2 separate regions of the Mus musculus genome follow, and region 2 is linked to region 1. A link is a contact called in public promoter capture Hi-C data. All regions are on one chromosome and are shown on one strand. The core of a region is the stretch at or near the end of the contact, and the rest is flanking DNA. Distances in the headings are between cores, read along the strand shown. Region 1 holds the start of Lyrm1 (LYR motif containing 1). Region 2 holds the start of Cog7 (component of oligomeric golgi complex 7).

Region 1 (7,750 bases), core at 2,772-5,271:
CCTCAAAACAACTGGCAGTCAGTGTACAATCAACTCTCCTCACTACAGAACGCATATCAAGACAGTAGTAAAATCAGATTAACTTTAAACCAGCTACTGAAATGAAAAACAACCTGCCCACAATTCCAAGGGCAGGTGGCACCAACTGGTTCTTTGGGTTTTCACCTTTAATTAGAATGTGCTCAAAGTTCCCCAAACCCTAAGAAACAAACTGACTGGCACCTTAGGTCAAAAGGCCACTTCAGCTCCAAGACTCCAAATTCACTTAGATTTAGATTCATTTCCCAAACACAATTAGCAGTCGATGTACGGTTTTAAGGGCTTCTCAACATGTTCAAGTTCCCCACCCCCCAACACTCCCACCCCCACTCACATCTCTATCCCCTACAAACTAGCTGATGAAATGTCAGCCTAGATGATATTTTTGTACTTGAATTGTAATAAATCATTGACATGAAGAGGGATAGTAGACTGCTTAACACCAAATAGAGCACTGTCTGCCCAGTAATAACACACAAAGTCAAGGCCAAGCTGTTTAATACATGCCAAGTCCTAAGAGTTCACACTAGTCAGTTACCTGCAAACTAAGATCTGCTGTTTGCATTCAAACAGGCTGCATCCTCCCTTACCCCAGGACAACCCAGAAAGCTCCACCCAGTTCTGAAGAGCCACTTTCAGGTAGCAGTAAAGTACTAAAACATAACCCAAGAGACGGGGCTACTGTTTCTGATTTGTCTTTACCAAACACCAAAAGGTTTCATGTAACATTTTAAGACTGGGTTTACTATAAACTGTCTAAGCAACAGTTATGCCTCTCAAATACACAGCTCAAAAGACTGATTCAAAGAATGCTACAGTCACTTTTGTGAGGTTGAGAAGGGAAGAAAAATACTATTTCATCTTCGCCTAATGTGATACAGCACAAGAGGGCCAAATCCAAGCGATATATTGATAAGGCCTCTCTGTTGAACATAAGGTTGAACTGGAGATGAATGCCCCCAACGGAAGGCAAAAGTAGTGACACCCGAGTTACTGCCAACCCAAAGATGGTGACAGAATGGAAATGGGCCCCACAATAGTCCTTATCTAATGTAATCCAGAGTGAACTTTTAGTACCAACCTACCTCTCAGTGGAATATTATTACTCACTAGGAGGCCAAGGCAAGTGCAGAACTATTGCAACACAAATGCTGCCTGGCCAAAGCAAAAAAAAAAAAAAAAAAAAAAAAAAAAAAGAAAAGAAAAGAAAGAAAGAAAGAAAGAAAGAAGCTCAGCTTTGGATGGTCATCAGCAGAATTAACACATGCCCAGTTCTTTACCCTTAAGTTTACACGGAGATGGAAGATATAGGACACATTCAAAGTACTTACTATGCATATACAGCAAAATATTTTACGGGACCAGGTATGCCCTCTCCTCTCAGCTAGGTGAGCTCCCTTTGTCTCTAACAGTCCAAAAGAACGTGCAAAAATAATCATAAATGCTCTAGGAAGGGCAACAGAATGAACCAAAAGGACTCTTTCTGTTTCTCCTCCTCCTTACTCATCTTTCTTTCGTCTAACTAATAAGCCCCAACTCTACTCTTCTGACCCTATTTCTTTCAACTTTTTACTCCCTAAATCTACACCCCACCCCCACTCTCTTGTCCCTAGAACTTGCCAAGTTCATTCCAGTGAGTTTCTGCACAAGCTGTTCCCTAAACCTCCAAGAGTTCTCCCTTCATCTCTGCATGGCTGGCTCCTTTTCGTTTAAAGTTCTGTTTAAGCAGGAAGGTCTCCCTCCATTGCGTTCCAGGCACACACTCTAGCCTATCACTCATTTTTCTCCAGCATTCAATCAAGATCAGATTTGCTGACAATCAAAATCAGATTTGCTGATTTATCATTTCTGTCCTCACCTCCCACTCTGATAAACTCCTTGAGAGAGGACCCTTTTTGCTTGTGTTCACCTTTGTACACTCACTGTCTGAAACACTGGCTAGCACTTTAATAGCAGTTTGAATGAATTTTGGACTTGTCATTGAATGACAAACTAGGTTCCAAATGAATTAAAGTGAGACAGCTAGCAGTAACTCTTCTGCTATATTTCTGTAATAAACATCATTACTTGTACAATCAAGGCGTCAAGTCTTCTGTTTTATCGGGCCCTGATAAATGCGATGGGACTCTCTTCCCACCATCAGAACATCTGCTATGATAAGCCTAGTGATACTGCACAACAAATTCAGTTAAAGAGCAACACGTTTGCACTTTCTAGTCAAAGGACCCCTAAAATCTCGCACTCTTTCTTAACGCATAAAGTTTCTTAAAAGACAGTTCCATAATTAACAGAGAATTTCTTCTTTTAAAATGTATCAACACCAAAACAAGATTCATTAACACTTCACTCTGGAATCTCTGACAGCCTAGAAGAGGCACTACTTACTCATGATGGGGTGTTTGTTTGTTTGTTTGTTTTTTAAACAATATGAGAGAGTTCTTTCCAATCAGTCTTTCTTTTTTTTCAGACATTTCTATACCCATTATGCACTGTGTTTTGCTAAAAGCATAAGCACATATCACACTGTCTCTTCTACGACCACCTATACACAAGGCATCGGCTAAATAAGATAAAAAAATCAAGCTGATTGTAAGACATACAAATCGAGACAGGCATAAAAGAGCTATTGTCCAACTGTAGAAACAAAAACAGTAATATAGGGTTTTCTGTTCTCTGAAGTGCATCATGAAGTGTGGGTGGAGAGAAACACAGAAATCCAGAATTAGCCTAACATCAAATCATTTTTGGAAAGAGTTGACAACATGTAAATTCCTCACATATAAAGTATTTAGAGCGAGAGACCTTGATTCCTGGGCTATGAAGCCACTTATGATGCCTTGGAAGAGCTCTGGAATTCTAGTATTCATAAAAGAAAATGTTCATTATAATCGGGAGCCAGGCGGCGTTGTGAGGTACTCCCCAATGTGACACAGACCATAACTGAAGTACTACAAAGCTTGCAGTTAGGAGCTGGGATAGAGGCTGAACACCAAATTCAAAAGAGGTAGCTGAGGTACTAAGTGCCACAAAGGGGAGAGGGTGTCCACGACTGCCACTTAACCACAGAGAATTAAAGTATGAAACAGAGGTGTGTATGAGGGGAGATAAGAGATGGGGATGGAAAAAACAATACATTTGTCATCCCGTCCCACTTCCTAAACAGGATATAGGCAAACCCTCCAGCCCCATTACCTCAGGCACAGATGGTTATCGTTTATAGCAAAGGTGCACTGAAAGGCCTTCAGGTCTGAGCCCCTTAATTCCAGAGCTGTTAACGATTACAGAAAAGGATGGGGGTGGGGAGAAAAATCAGGGAGGGAGCTGCAGATTCACCCACCACCTCCCCCTTGGGCTCCTACCTCACGGCTCTTACCCTGGACTTTCAGCTCAGAGTCTGCAGACCCTCCCCGGGGATCTACAGCCCCAGGTCCCCAGGCCCGGGATTGAGGGGTGCTGGCGATGGACAGGCAGGGACAGTAGGTAAGTTTTCGGAGCCTTGCGCTTGACAAGCCACAGGCTCCCCTCACAGCCTCTTCTTCCAGAGGGACCAGTCCAGACAAGGCGCTGATATGCACTCCTCCCTTTCCACCACCACCCCCTTTCTCGAAGGAACCGAACCCCCGCCCCTTCATCTCTCAACGCTCCCCCCTTTTCCTCAACTCCCCCCCTCCAAACTCACAGCTGCTCCAGAGGTTCCTCCAGTCAAACCCTTTCTGGAAACGACGGCGGCCCGGCGGGTCCAAACTACCTACCATCCCCGCTTGCGTTTCCAGGCTCCCTACCCCCGCCGCCGCCGCCTTTTCTGCCACCGCGGCCGCCGCCTCCTCCTCATCTGCAGCCCACCGGCGGCGGCCGCCCCGAAGCCCCGCCCCCTCCATTGCCTCCTGCATCATCACTTCCGGTAACCCCGCCGGCCGCTGGCTCGAGGAGGGAGAGAATGGGAGAGGGGCGGGGACAGGAACGAGGAGGGTGACGTCACGACGTACGCGAGGACGTCCGAAGCCGTCTCCAAGTAAGGGCAAGGCGGGGAGCGGCGGAGGGTGGGCTAGGAGCTGGGCCAGGCCATTTTCTGACTAGAAATGGGGCAAGGGGATAACGAAAGGGTGAAAGGGAAGGCTGGAGGAGAGGGAGGTTAGCTCAGTTGTTGAGTGCGGCGGGGAGTCGGCTAAATCTGGAAGTTTCAGGAGGTTTGAGACGACCTCTAACCTGGGCCTCATGCTAACACAGCGGTCCGCCCGGTGGTTTGGCCCGGCCTGGCCTACTGGACCTGCTGGATACAGCCCGGTGTGGCCAAGGCTCGGCAGAGCTCCTGGCACCGCCTCTTCCCAGCCGGCTCCTGTGGGTGGGGAAAAGCAGGAGTGACGCTGAGTGAGTGTAAGGATGGAGACGCCGGCTCCAGTCGCGGGGGACTGGGGAAAGGGGTTGGCTTCCCAGGGCCAGGGATGAGATGCCGGTGTGGGGTTGCTAGGAGACGCGCCTGTATGACCCCAGCCTCGCGAGGGCGACTGGTGTCATCGCTGCTGGCCTCGGGAGACCTGCCTAAGGGAACTGGCACGTGGGAGAGATCCTGCCTGGGACCCTTCAGACTTTTCGATTATAAATGGAAGGCGACGGGGCAGTTGTAGGAGGCTGGAGAGGTGCTGGCCTTGAGAAAGGCCACCCAAACGATCCCGGATGTAGGAATCAGACTTCAGGTGATGATGAAGGCTAGTTTCATTACTAAGATGAGCAAATGACAAAATGAAGGAAGTCTTGTTTCTGAACTTTTCATTAATAAGTAAATGAATGCAGAGAATAGCAGCTGCCCCAGAAGCTGAATGGTGTGGTGAGAAGGCCTCTTCCAGGTTTAAGAGGAAAAGAGAATGGGAGAAGGAACTGCCTTGTGGGTAACATTTTAAACAAAAGGCAGACGAGAAAGAAGTCTTGGAGTTGCAGAAATAGCAAGGTTTTGGCCTTTGTATTACTTCCCTGAAGTGTAATGAATGACCAAACCTTAATTTACATTTAAAAAAATTGCTGCTGGATAAAAGAAGGTAGTTAAAGGGCTGTTGCTAAGGCCATGAGAGATGACAGTGGTGGAAACATGGAAATTAAGAGAATTGATTCATAATGTATTTGGGAGCTTGAGCATTCCAGACTGAATGCTGAACTGGATACGAAATGTATGGGAGAATGTGAAACCAAAGATGTTTCTCTAGAGAAAACAGTTTGGGAAGGAATCTCCTATGCTCTCTGGAACGTATGTCCAGAGTCATTTTACAGCCCATGAAGATGTCCAGAAATGAGACGGACAAGCTGGAAGACAAGTCATGGTTGGAGATAATAAATGTGGGGTTTATTCCTAGACCCTGGAATAGGTAGTAGATGAGAAAGAGCCCCAAATTCTTTAGATCTCACATTTAGAGACCACCAAGAAGGGTACAAGCCAGTAGGAAGCTCAATAAGAACACCTCAAAAATAAGGAGTCCCCCTTAATATCGTTAAACAATAGTATCCACCCTCACAATCAGTGAGAGTCACCTTTTGAGGGCCTCAAATCTCTTCCTGCTCTCCCAGCTGTCAAAGCTTTTGGACTTGGTGTACAAGAATGTGTGTGCACTCCTGATTTCCTTGATAAATGTTGGTTTACATGAGCCCATTGGGATCTATTTTGTCATATCTTCGTAGGAACACCTTATACGATACCAGCCCTGGAATTCTTGTTTGGTTTGTTGTGTGATTGTGCATGTTTTCTTTCTCATGTGTTATAGACCGAGCTAGCCTCAAACTCAAGAGATCCACCTGTCTCTGCCTCCCTGTCTGGAGGGCTGGAATTAAAAGGTGTGCACGACCACACCCATCTCAGCCTTGGAATTCTTACAAAAGGAGTTTTGTCCCTGCTGCTACCGATGCCACTCACATAGTGAATCTCAATGAAAAGGGTATCTGAAGGGCTGGGTTTCATTCTTGGATCTGCTGGGTGGCCTTGGAAAAGGTCCTGTTCTTCGAATTGATAGGGTTGGCCTAGATTAAAAGTTGCAAGCTGGCAAGACAGATAATGCCTGCAAGCATAGTGTTCAGCCCGCAGCATGATTTAAATTCTTCTTTCTTAGACTATGCTTGCCAGTTTTTAAAAATTGAACATCAGAATCCAGATTTTTGGCTTCATTAGGAAAATCGGACAGTCTGGCAACACCAGTCTGAGGTTCCTAGAATCCTACACAGCTGAAACTGCAGAGTTGCTTATCCTTTGTTTGTGGCTTATGCCCCAAGTGAGCCATAAGCATCTCCCCTCACACCCACTCCCAAGCTGACATTTGATTTGTAATTGACCTGAGAACCTTGCTGTCTGTATGTAGCTACTTAACACATGTGACTAAGTTTAAATAACAGTTCTTAGACACATATTCCAGATGTTCAGTAGCTGCATGTGGCTGGTCTCTGCCCTGTTGGGTAAATCAGACAGAAGAGTTTTACCATAAACTGTTCTTTTGTTCAATGTTGGATTGAAACACTGAAAAAAAAAAAATTAAGGCCTCTCTGAGTGCCAATCATTCCTCACTCGTAAAGCCAGACAATCATTGTTTCTGCTCTTGGGACAGGCTAGTGAGGAGCCATTTGGACTGATAAATAAAATTCCTCAGTTGGTAACTAGAGAGTCCTTGGAGAATGTTCTAAAAACAGGTCCCTGGTGCAAAATGCTGTTGTCTTTCAAATAGTTGGCTGTAAAGTCAAATGCAAGAGATCTCCAGCTGTGACCAGTGTTGTCACCAAAACCTTGTTTGTTTTTGTTCTTCTGAAACAAAAGTGTTTCTCTTTGTAGCCATGACTGTCCTAGAATTTGATCTGTAAAAATCTGGCCTTGAACTCCCCAGAGCTGGGAATAAAGGTGTGGCAGGACACACCCAATGTCCACCTAAGACTTTGTGCAACTTTCTAATCTAGTTTCTTACAAGATGTCACAAAGGAGGAATTTAGTGTGTGGGCTCTCTGACTTTCCTACTTGCTCTGAAGGGGCGAAGATTCTTGCTGGAGAATTGTCGTCTCTACCATTGGCTTGTTCCCAGTTTCTCCCTTATATCTGTCACACACCTGACTTTGGATAACTGGTTTTGAGCATCTCTGGCTAACTTTTGTAGGCAAGAGGATTTCTGTAAGTTGTATTCAAAGTTTCAGGGCAGCCAAAAGCTAAATAGTGAGACCCTGTCTCAAAAGACAAACAAACAAATAGAACCAAGACTTTACAGTAAGTGTACTGTGCTGCTAGGCAGTGATATTGAATGGATTAACTGTGTTAAATACATTTTCCATTTAAGATGATTTTAGTTTAGGAGACTATCACAACCTAGCACTGTCTGCAAGTTAAGGAGCATCTATGTTTAGGATACGTGTTTGCCTCCTATTGCTTTGCTTTGAATAGTTACTTTAGAAATCTTTCTAGTATTGGTGTTTTAGATTGCCCCTTTGTTCTGATGAAACATCCCATGTTTCAGAATCTTTTCCTGGGTCCATCTTTCATTCTTGGGTTTTTTGGTTTAAGTTGGGGTTTTTTGGGTTTTGGGCTTTTTTGGTCTTTTTTTGGCATAAAACAAATGCTGTTTCAGAGAATCATTGTGGTATGAAATATACTGAATGAGTGTATCCTGAGAATTGCACAACTGTGGTACTACTTCCCTCTTCAGATTCTAATAACCAGAAAAATCTAGGACAGGAAATTGTGTGTGTGTGTGTG
Region 2 (7,750 bases), core at 2,501-5,000, 2.1 Mb after region 1:
GACCATGACATCAGAAATGAGCAACCAACATCAACTTGACCCAAGACCAACAAAAAGAATGAAGGGCTGGGCGTGGTGGCGCACGCCTTTAATCCCAGCACCTGGGAGGCAGAGGCAGGCGAATTTCTGAGTTCAAGGCCAACCTGGTCTACAGAGTGAGTTCCAGGACAACCAGGACTACAGAGAAACCCTGTCTTGAAAAAACAAACAAACAAAAAATAATAATAAAAAAAAAAAGAATGAAGGACACAGATGTGGTATTTATTGTGTGCCAGTAAGCCCAACCCTTAAGAAGCTGAGGCAGAAGGATTACTGGGAAAAGTGATGCTATCTTAGGCTATATAAGGAGTTCCAGGCCTGCCTGTATTACAATAGAATGACTCAAAGAAACAAGAACTATGCTGGACAGTGATGATGCACGCCTTTAGTTCCAGCACAGTGGAGCAGAAGCAGGTGGATCTCTGTGGATCTGAGGCCAGCCTGGTCTACAGAATGAGCTCCAGAGTAGCCAGGGTTACCCAAAGAAACCATGTGTCAAAAGCAAAGCAAACATACATACATACATACATACATACATACAACAGCAAAAAAGAACCCGGGGGCTGACACAACAGCAAATGACTGCTCAAAGTCTAAGAACAATTACAGCTCTATCAGAGGAGAGAATTTGGATGGGGTCCATAACTGTAGCTCCAAAGGATCTGAAAACCATCCTGGCCTCTGTGTGCATCTGATCATGCGCATGAGTGCATCATGATCACACACACACACACACACACACACACACACACAAAGAAAAATAAATGTTAAAACAAACAAAATCCTCCAAGGCAGTACTTAGCGACAGGCGACAGTGCTCAGTGGCAGTGCTCAGTGACAGTGCTCTGTGGCAGTGCTCAGTGGCAGTGCTTAGCAGCAGTGTTCAGTGAGAGTGCTCAGTGGCAGTGCTTAGCAGCAGTGTTCAGTGAGAGTGCTCAGTGACAGTGCTTAGCAGCAGTGTTCAGTGAGAGTGCTCAGTGACAGTGCTCAGTGGCAGTGCTTAGCAGCAGTGTTCAGTGAGAGTGTTCAGTGACAGTGCTCTGTGGCAGTATTCAGTAGCAGTGCTCTGTGGCAGTACTCAGTGACAGTACACCTGTCAAGCACTGCATGAGTTTAGCTTCTATTTGCTTGCCACAGTCTTCTTCCTTTCTACCAAGGAAAACAACCTATCTCGTGGTTTCCCTTAGTACATGTGTATACTTTTGGAAAGCTAAAGTGTACTCATATATATAAAATAAATAAGTCTTTAAAAAGGAAGAGTTTCCCAAGGGTTGGGATTACAGACACATGCTACCACCCCTGTGGCTACCACCCCTGTGTCCTTCATTCTTTCTGGTCACCTGAAGGTCCTGGGTCAGGTTGATGCTGATGGTTGACTCTGAAGCACAGTGCCATCCATCATTCTACAGGGGACACGGCCCTGGTCAAGGTCACCTCACTGACCCCTGTTTTATCAGAAACTCTCTGCTGCTTTAAATCACCCTGGGTTCAATGTTAGAAAAAAGGTGTATTTGTCAAGTGACCTTGAAATATGGTTTTAATTTTTCAATGAACGGGATTGTAGACATCTTTAATAGGTATTCATCCAAAATAAGTTGCTGATACGAGTCTCTACAGATCACGGACCATCAGAGATGGCACAAATGAACACTTCAACTGTCTGCACGTAGAGCATTGGAAATGAAAGTCTAGGAACTCTAGCCAGAGCTGGCTGGCTGGTATACTCTGAAGCGGGTCAGGTTCTTCAAAGTGGAACCAAGGGCAGGGGACATGCCTGGGCTACCAATGAAAACAACCTGTCTCATGCTTTCCCTTAATACATGTGTATACTTTTGGAAATTCATAAGGTAAATGCCGTTCTCCCTAGGTGCTGTGGTTGCCATAGTGATGAACATGAAGACGGAATCACACACAAAGCCCAGGTGCTTGACAAGTTTAGGGGCCCATGAGGATATATGTATAAAAAATGGACCTGGCTGCTAAACTTGAAGCCCACTGCAACAGACTAGAGGCATGAACACCACGGTCTCCAGTTTCCTGCTAGCCCTGTGTTCTTAGGCCTGAGCATGTTTTAGCATCGGCTAGCCTCTTATCTGGTAAGTGTGGGACAGGGCCCATGGCTGCATCCTTAACACCTCAGAACACGAGGATGTGGGTCCCAGGAGCCACTAAGAAGCACTAGCCTGCTTTTTCGCTGCTCCCACACACATGCAGATGTGGGGAAAATATGCCTGGAAACCAAGCTGCAGCACCATAACCCAGGCTATCTATGTGGTACTGTGTCCTCAACACAGTGAAGCAGCAAGGAGGAGCACTGATTCAGCAACATATATTCTCTCTTTCTCTCTCATTCTCTCTCTCTCTCTCTCCCCCCCCTCTCTCTCGTCTTCTCTCTCTCATTCTCTCTTTCTTCCTCTCTCTCGCTCTCTCTCTCTCTCACACACACACAGTTAAAGTCTTCATTCAGGATGGCCCATCTTCCTTAGCTTACAAAGATATATTAATGGATTTGTGTCATTCTCATATACTGCTAAATACTAGGACCAGTTAACTATTAAATGCTCTCAAAAGTGACTCTTTATGCCAGGCATGACAGAACATGTCTATAATCCCAGAATTTCAGAATCAAAGGCATGAAGATCAAGAGTTCAAGGTCACCCTCCATCATAGAGCAAATTCAAGGCCAGTATGGGTTACATGAGAGTCTATCTACCCCACCACCTCCAAAAGGCCTTCTTTCAAGATTTATTTTTTAATTACATTCACCCATGTTTGTCTGTGTGTCAGTATGTGCATGTGAGTGTTTATGCCCAAGGAGGCCACTGAATCCCATGGAACTGGAGTTACAGGTAGTTGTGTGCCAACTGATGTGGGTGCTGAGAATTAAGTTTAGGTTCTCTACAAGAGTAGTAACCACTGAGCAATTACTCCAAACCCAAAGAGCTTTTTTTGGGGGGGGGGGGCACATATCTGTAATGCCAGAATTAGGGAAGCTGGGGCAGAAGGCGAGTTTGAGGCGAACCTAGGCGACAGAGTGAGACTGTAAATAAGAAGGGGGAAGGAGAAGGAAGAGTAAAAGAGCGTGCGAGAGCCGGCGAGAGCGATCCTATAGCCTAGGCCGGCCTCGAACTCACTTTGCAACTGAAGCTGGCTTTGAATTCCTGACCGTCCAGCACCACCTCCCCAGTGCGGAAATTAACGGCGGTCGCCACCACTCCCAGATTGTTATTATTATTATTATTGGGGTTTTTTTTTTGTTTTTAGTTTTTAGTTTTTAAAGGAAATGTTATGGCATCGTCGGACGTGAACACCAAAGCCTAGACCTAACTCAGACTACTGCAGGGCTCGCTTTCCCACCAAAGGAGAGGCTTGGCCCCTGGGCCCGGTCCTGCAGTCGGGTGCCGGGGCGGGCGGGTGGGCGTCTGCGTGGCTCACCCTCCACGGCGTGGTTCACCTCCTGGATGAACAGCTGCAGCTTCATTACCAGGGTGGCTGCGTGACCGTCCGCCTTCCCCGCCGCCCCGTCTTTGGGGCCGGCTCTGAAGGCCGCATTAATCCAGTCCTTCACGTCGAAGTCGTCAGCCAGGAACTTGGAGAAGTCCATGGCGCGCGGTCTCCGGGTTGGCGCCGAGCGACACCGCCTTCGGGACACCCGTCGAAACCCACCAAGCTTTACTTGCCGCCCCGTCAGCGCACTCGCGCCGAGGCCGAATGTCCCTCGTCGCGCGCCGTACTTCTTCCGGAAGTCGGTGCCTATTACCATAGCAACTGTTCCTGTTAGAGCAGCGAGCTTCGCGCAGTCCGGACAGGTACGACAGTTCGTTTTCTGCTCTTATTTGTCGAGCAGTAAACTAAGTAAACGCGTGTTTCCTCAAGACTAGAAGATTGACGTCTGAGAAGGGAGCAGCTGAGAAATATAAACTCTGTATGTAGGAGTAATGTTGCTAGTTTTCCGTCCTCACTAAATGCATACAGCAGTTTGGGTTTTTTGGTTTTTTGGTTTTTTGGTTTGGTTTGGTTTTGCTTTGAGACAGGGTTTCTCTGTGTAGCCCTGGCTGTCCTGGAACTCACGTTGTAGACTAGGCTGGCCTCGAACTCAGAAATTCGCCTGCCTCTGCCTCCCGAGTGCTGGGATTAAAGGTGTGCGCCACCACGCCCGGCAGCAGTTTGGTTTTTTTTTTAATTTTATTTTATTTTATATGGAGTGTTTTGCCTCTGTATGTGTGTGACCCACTTGCCTGTCTGGTGCGGGCAGAGGCCAGATGAGAATGAAAGATCTCCTGGAAGTGGGATGTTACATGTGGTTATCAATGCTGGGAGTGGAACGCAGGTCCTCTGGAAGAGCTGCCAGTACTATTAACCGCTGGACCATCTCTCCTCATAGATTTCTATAGATTTGATAATGGTCTCCCCTAACTCTGGTCTAATTTCAGTAATCTTCAATAATCTTCAAAAATTACTTTTCCTCCAATTCTTCCACTCATTTTCCATCATTTTCTTTACTAGTTAGGTTTTTTCTTTCTTTCTACCTTTCTTCCTTCTTCCTTTCTTTCTCCGATTTTTTTTTTTTTTTTTGCTCTTGTCTAGTATAGCAAAGTAGAGGATGTTGTTGTTGTTGTGAGGATGTTGTTGTTTGTTTGTTGTTTTTAAAGACGGGTTCCGTTCTTCTATCCTAGAACTCAAACCCATGCCTCAAAGATCGAACCTCCCACATGCTGGGATTTCTGGCTTAAGCCACCACTGCATGTTCTAGCGTTGGTTTCTAATTTAATTCCGTGTATCAGGAACACATATTATGACTCTGTTCTAAATGTACAGAGACTTGCTATGGCCTTAATATTTGTCTGTCATGGAGAAGAGTATATGTGCACTTAAAAATATGTACAGTACCCAAAAGGAGGACATGGTGTTGTGGGGAATGGATACAGCTAAAGGTAATAAGCAAAAGAAGCCAGAAGACGAAGTTCACGTTTTCTCTCAGTTCTGGATCCAGATTGTATAAACACCTAAAAGAATATCTAACATGAGAGCAGAGGAAAGACACGGGAGGAAAAAGAATGGAAGGTGGAGGTGGGAAAGAGGGAAGATATGCAGAAGGGAACAGGGGTAAAATGCATAGTACAGTTAGGTAGATTGTCTTTATGAAACACAGCACTATGGACATGAATATTCAATATAAAGAAGAGGAAGCAGAGAAGGGAGGAAGAAAATCACATGTCTGACTTCATGTGGTGATACACGCCTGCAATCCCAGCACTGGGGATGCAGAAAGAGGAAGATTCCTTAAGTTTGAAATCATTTAGGCATACGTAGCAAGACCCTGTCTCAAAAACAAACCAAACAGCAAAAAAGAAATATATAGTCGGGTGTGGTGCCACACGCCTTTAATCCCAGCACTCGGCAGGCAGAGGCAGGTGGATTTCTGAGTTCGAGGCCAGCCTGGTCTACAAAGTGAGTTCCAGGACAGCCAGGGCTATACAGAGAAACCCTGTCTCAAAAAAAAAAAAAAAAAAAAAAAAAAAAAAGAATAAGAAAAGAAAGAAATATATGCAGTCATTGAATAAGTGTTCCATGTATTTTAGTAAAGATGATCATTAGTGTCCTTCAAAACATATGTCCTTGATCATCTTCTGAGTTGTCCCACCAATTGCTGCTGAAAGACTAAGTTTCCAACTCATTATTGTTAGCTGGGCACACACCTTTCAATGCTCAGGAGGCAGAGGCAGGCCAAGGGGAATTCAAGGCTAGTCTGGTCCTCAATGTGAGTTCCAGAACAGCCAGGGGCTGTATAAAGAGACCCTGTCTCAAAAAACAAACAAACCAACCCACGGGTGGAATTCATCTTGTTGTACTGCCACTTTTCTGCCCAGCTGCATTTATTTTTGCTTCAGGTTCTTCAGGGCTCTGATATTAGGTATATGTGCATTTGTAACTTTTATCTTCCTTAAGTACTAACCTAATATCATCATCAAGTACACCTTTATCTCTGAAACAAAGCTTGTTCTCTGGTTTACCTGGCTAATTTTTTGAGTATATTTTCTTTGTGCTATGTGTCCACTGGTGTCATTGAGGCCCAGGCTATTTTTGTTGTTGTTGTTTCTTCTTTTAAGATTTATTTTTTTAAAGATTTAATTATGTGTATATATGCATATCTCTGTGTGGGTTTGGTCACTTATGAATGGATGTACCCAGAGTCCAGAAAATGACATTGGATCCCCTAAAGCTGGAGTTACAGGCAGCTGTGAGCCTCCCAATATGGATGCTGCGAACCAAACCTGGGTCCTTGAAAGAGCAGCATGTGCTCACAGCAGTGGCTGTTACACTGTTTCTATAGCATTCCACATCCACAAAGCTGTGGGGGGGGGTGGATTGTTAGGGCAGTCAGCTTGGCAGGATCTAAAATCACATAGAAGATGGGCCTCTGGACATGCCTACGAGGGATCATCTCTTAGACCAGGCTGGCTTCAAAGCTCAGAGATCAGACTGTCTCTACATCTAGAGTGCTGGGATTAAAGGCATGTGTTACCAAGCCTGGGTAAGGGACTATCTTGATTATGTTAATCAAAGAAGGAAGACCCAGCTTCATTGTGGGAAGGACACTTCCAATGGGCAAGAAGGTCCAGAACCTTATAAAATGGAGAAAGCCAGGCTGATTATTAGCTGTTTCTTGAATATGGATACAATATGACCGCCTGCTTCAAGATCTTCCTGCTTTGATTTGTTACACTGAACTATAAGCTAAAATAAACTTTCTGCCTTAAATTCCCACAGCTTAGAACAGAAAAGGAAACTAAGAAGGGGAACACATTCCAAGTTTAAACCATTCTCAAGTCTGACCCAGCGTTCCCTTTATACTGAGCTCTTATGAATGAAGTCTTGAGATTAGCTAGGGCTATGTGGTCAGTTGGGCTCTCCAGTAACTCAGAAACCTGACACAACCTCAGGCAGGGAATGCAGCTTCTCTGCTGATAAATGGTGGTTCTGGGTCATTCCAGTGTGCCTCCCACAACAAAGATGCCCTCTGCAGCAGGGAGAGGGAATAGTGAGAAACCCCAGTAAATAGTGACCACAAACCATCCTCTTCAAGCACCAGCCTCCCGACACAGAGACCCCTCAGGTCCCACCAACCTTTCCCTCACTCCCCAGGGACCTTTTCAGATGTGTCCATGCTGCCAGCGGCTCCTTAGAAACATGTCAGTCTGTCTCCTAGTCCTGACCCTAAGCCTACACTTTTAAAAATATTTAATTTTAATATTGTATATGTATAGTTTATGAGTTGTGAACATCAGTTCAGGTACATGCAGAGGCCAGAAGAGAGAATCACAGATCCGGATTGTTGTTAGCCTCCAGACATGGGTCTTCTGCAAGAGCAGTGCATACGCTTAACCTTTCTGGCCCCAAGCCAACAATTTTTTTTTTGAGACATGCCAAATGGACCTGGATAAGCCAGACATAGTGGTGGACATCCTTAATGCAAGCACTTGGGACCTAAGAGTTCAAGGTCATTCTGAATCAAAGAGCCTACGTTCAAGAGATTTTTCTGTTTTTAAGTGGTGAGGGACACTTGAGTGTTACTTCCTGGCTTTAACACAAATTCAGTCAGCCAGAACTAGCTTTATATGGAAGTTCCACACCTGCCCATGTCAAAACAATTGCTGAGTGGAGCACATTGGTTCACATCCATTTTTGGTTTTGGTTTTGTTTTTGCAAC

The links. Promoter capture Hi-C pulls out the DNA fragments that hold promoters and counts their contacts.
Region 2: a contact with region 1 is called in a promoter capture Hi-C map of pre-B cells. The contact joins the promoter of Cog7 here to the promoter of Lyrm1 in region 1.

What each region holds. Positions count from the first base shown.
Region 1 is chr7:119,891,840-119,899,589 of GRCm38.p6, forward strand. It overlaps Lyrm1 (LYR motif containing 1), which reads left to right and starts at 4,022. Exons shown (of 4, transcript NM_001285959.1): 1 at 4,022-4,051. Dcun1d3 (DCN1, defective in cullin neddylation 1, domain containing 3 (S. cerevisiae)) reads right to left here and starts at 3,906. Exons shown (of 3, transcript NM_001163703.1): 1 at 3,719-3,906.
Region 2 is chr7:121,977,943-121,985,692 of GRCm38.p6, forward strand. It overlaps Cog7 (component of oligomeric golgi complex 7), which reads right to left and starts at 3,751. Exons shown (of 17, transcript NM_001033318.3): 1 at 3,475-3,751. The coding sequence starts at 3,643.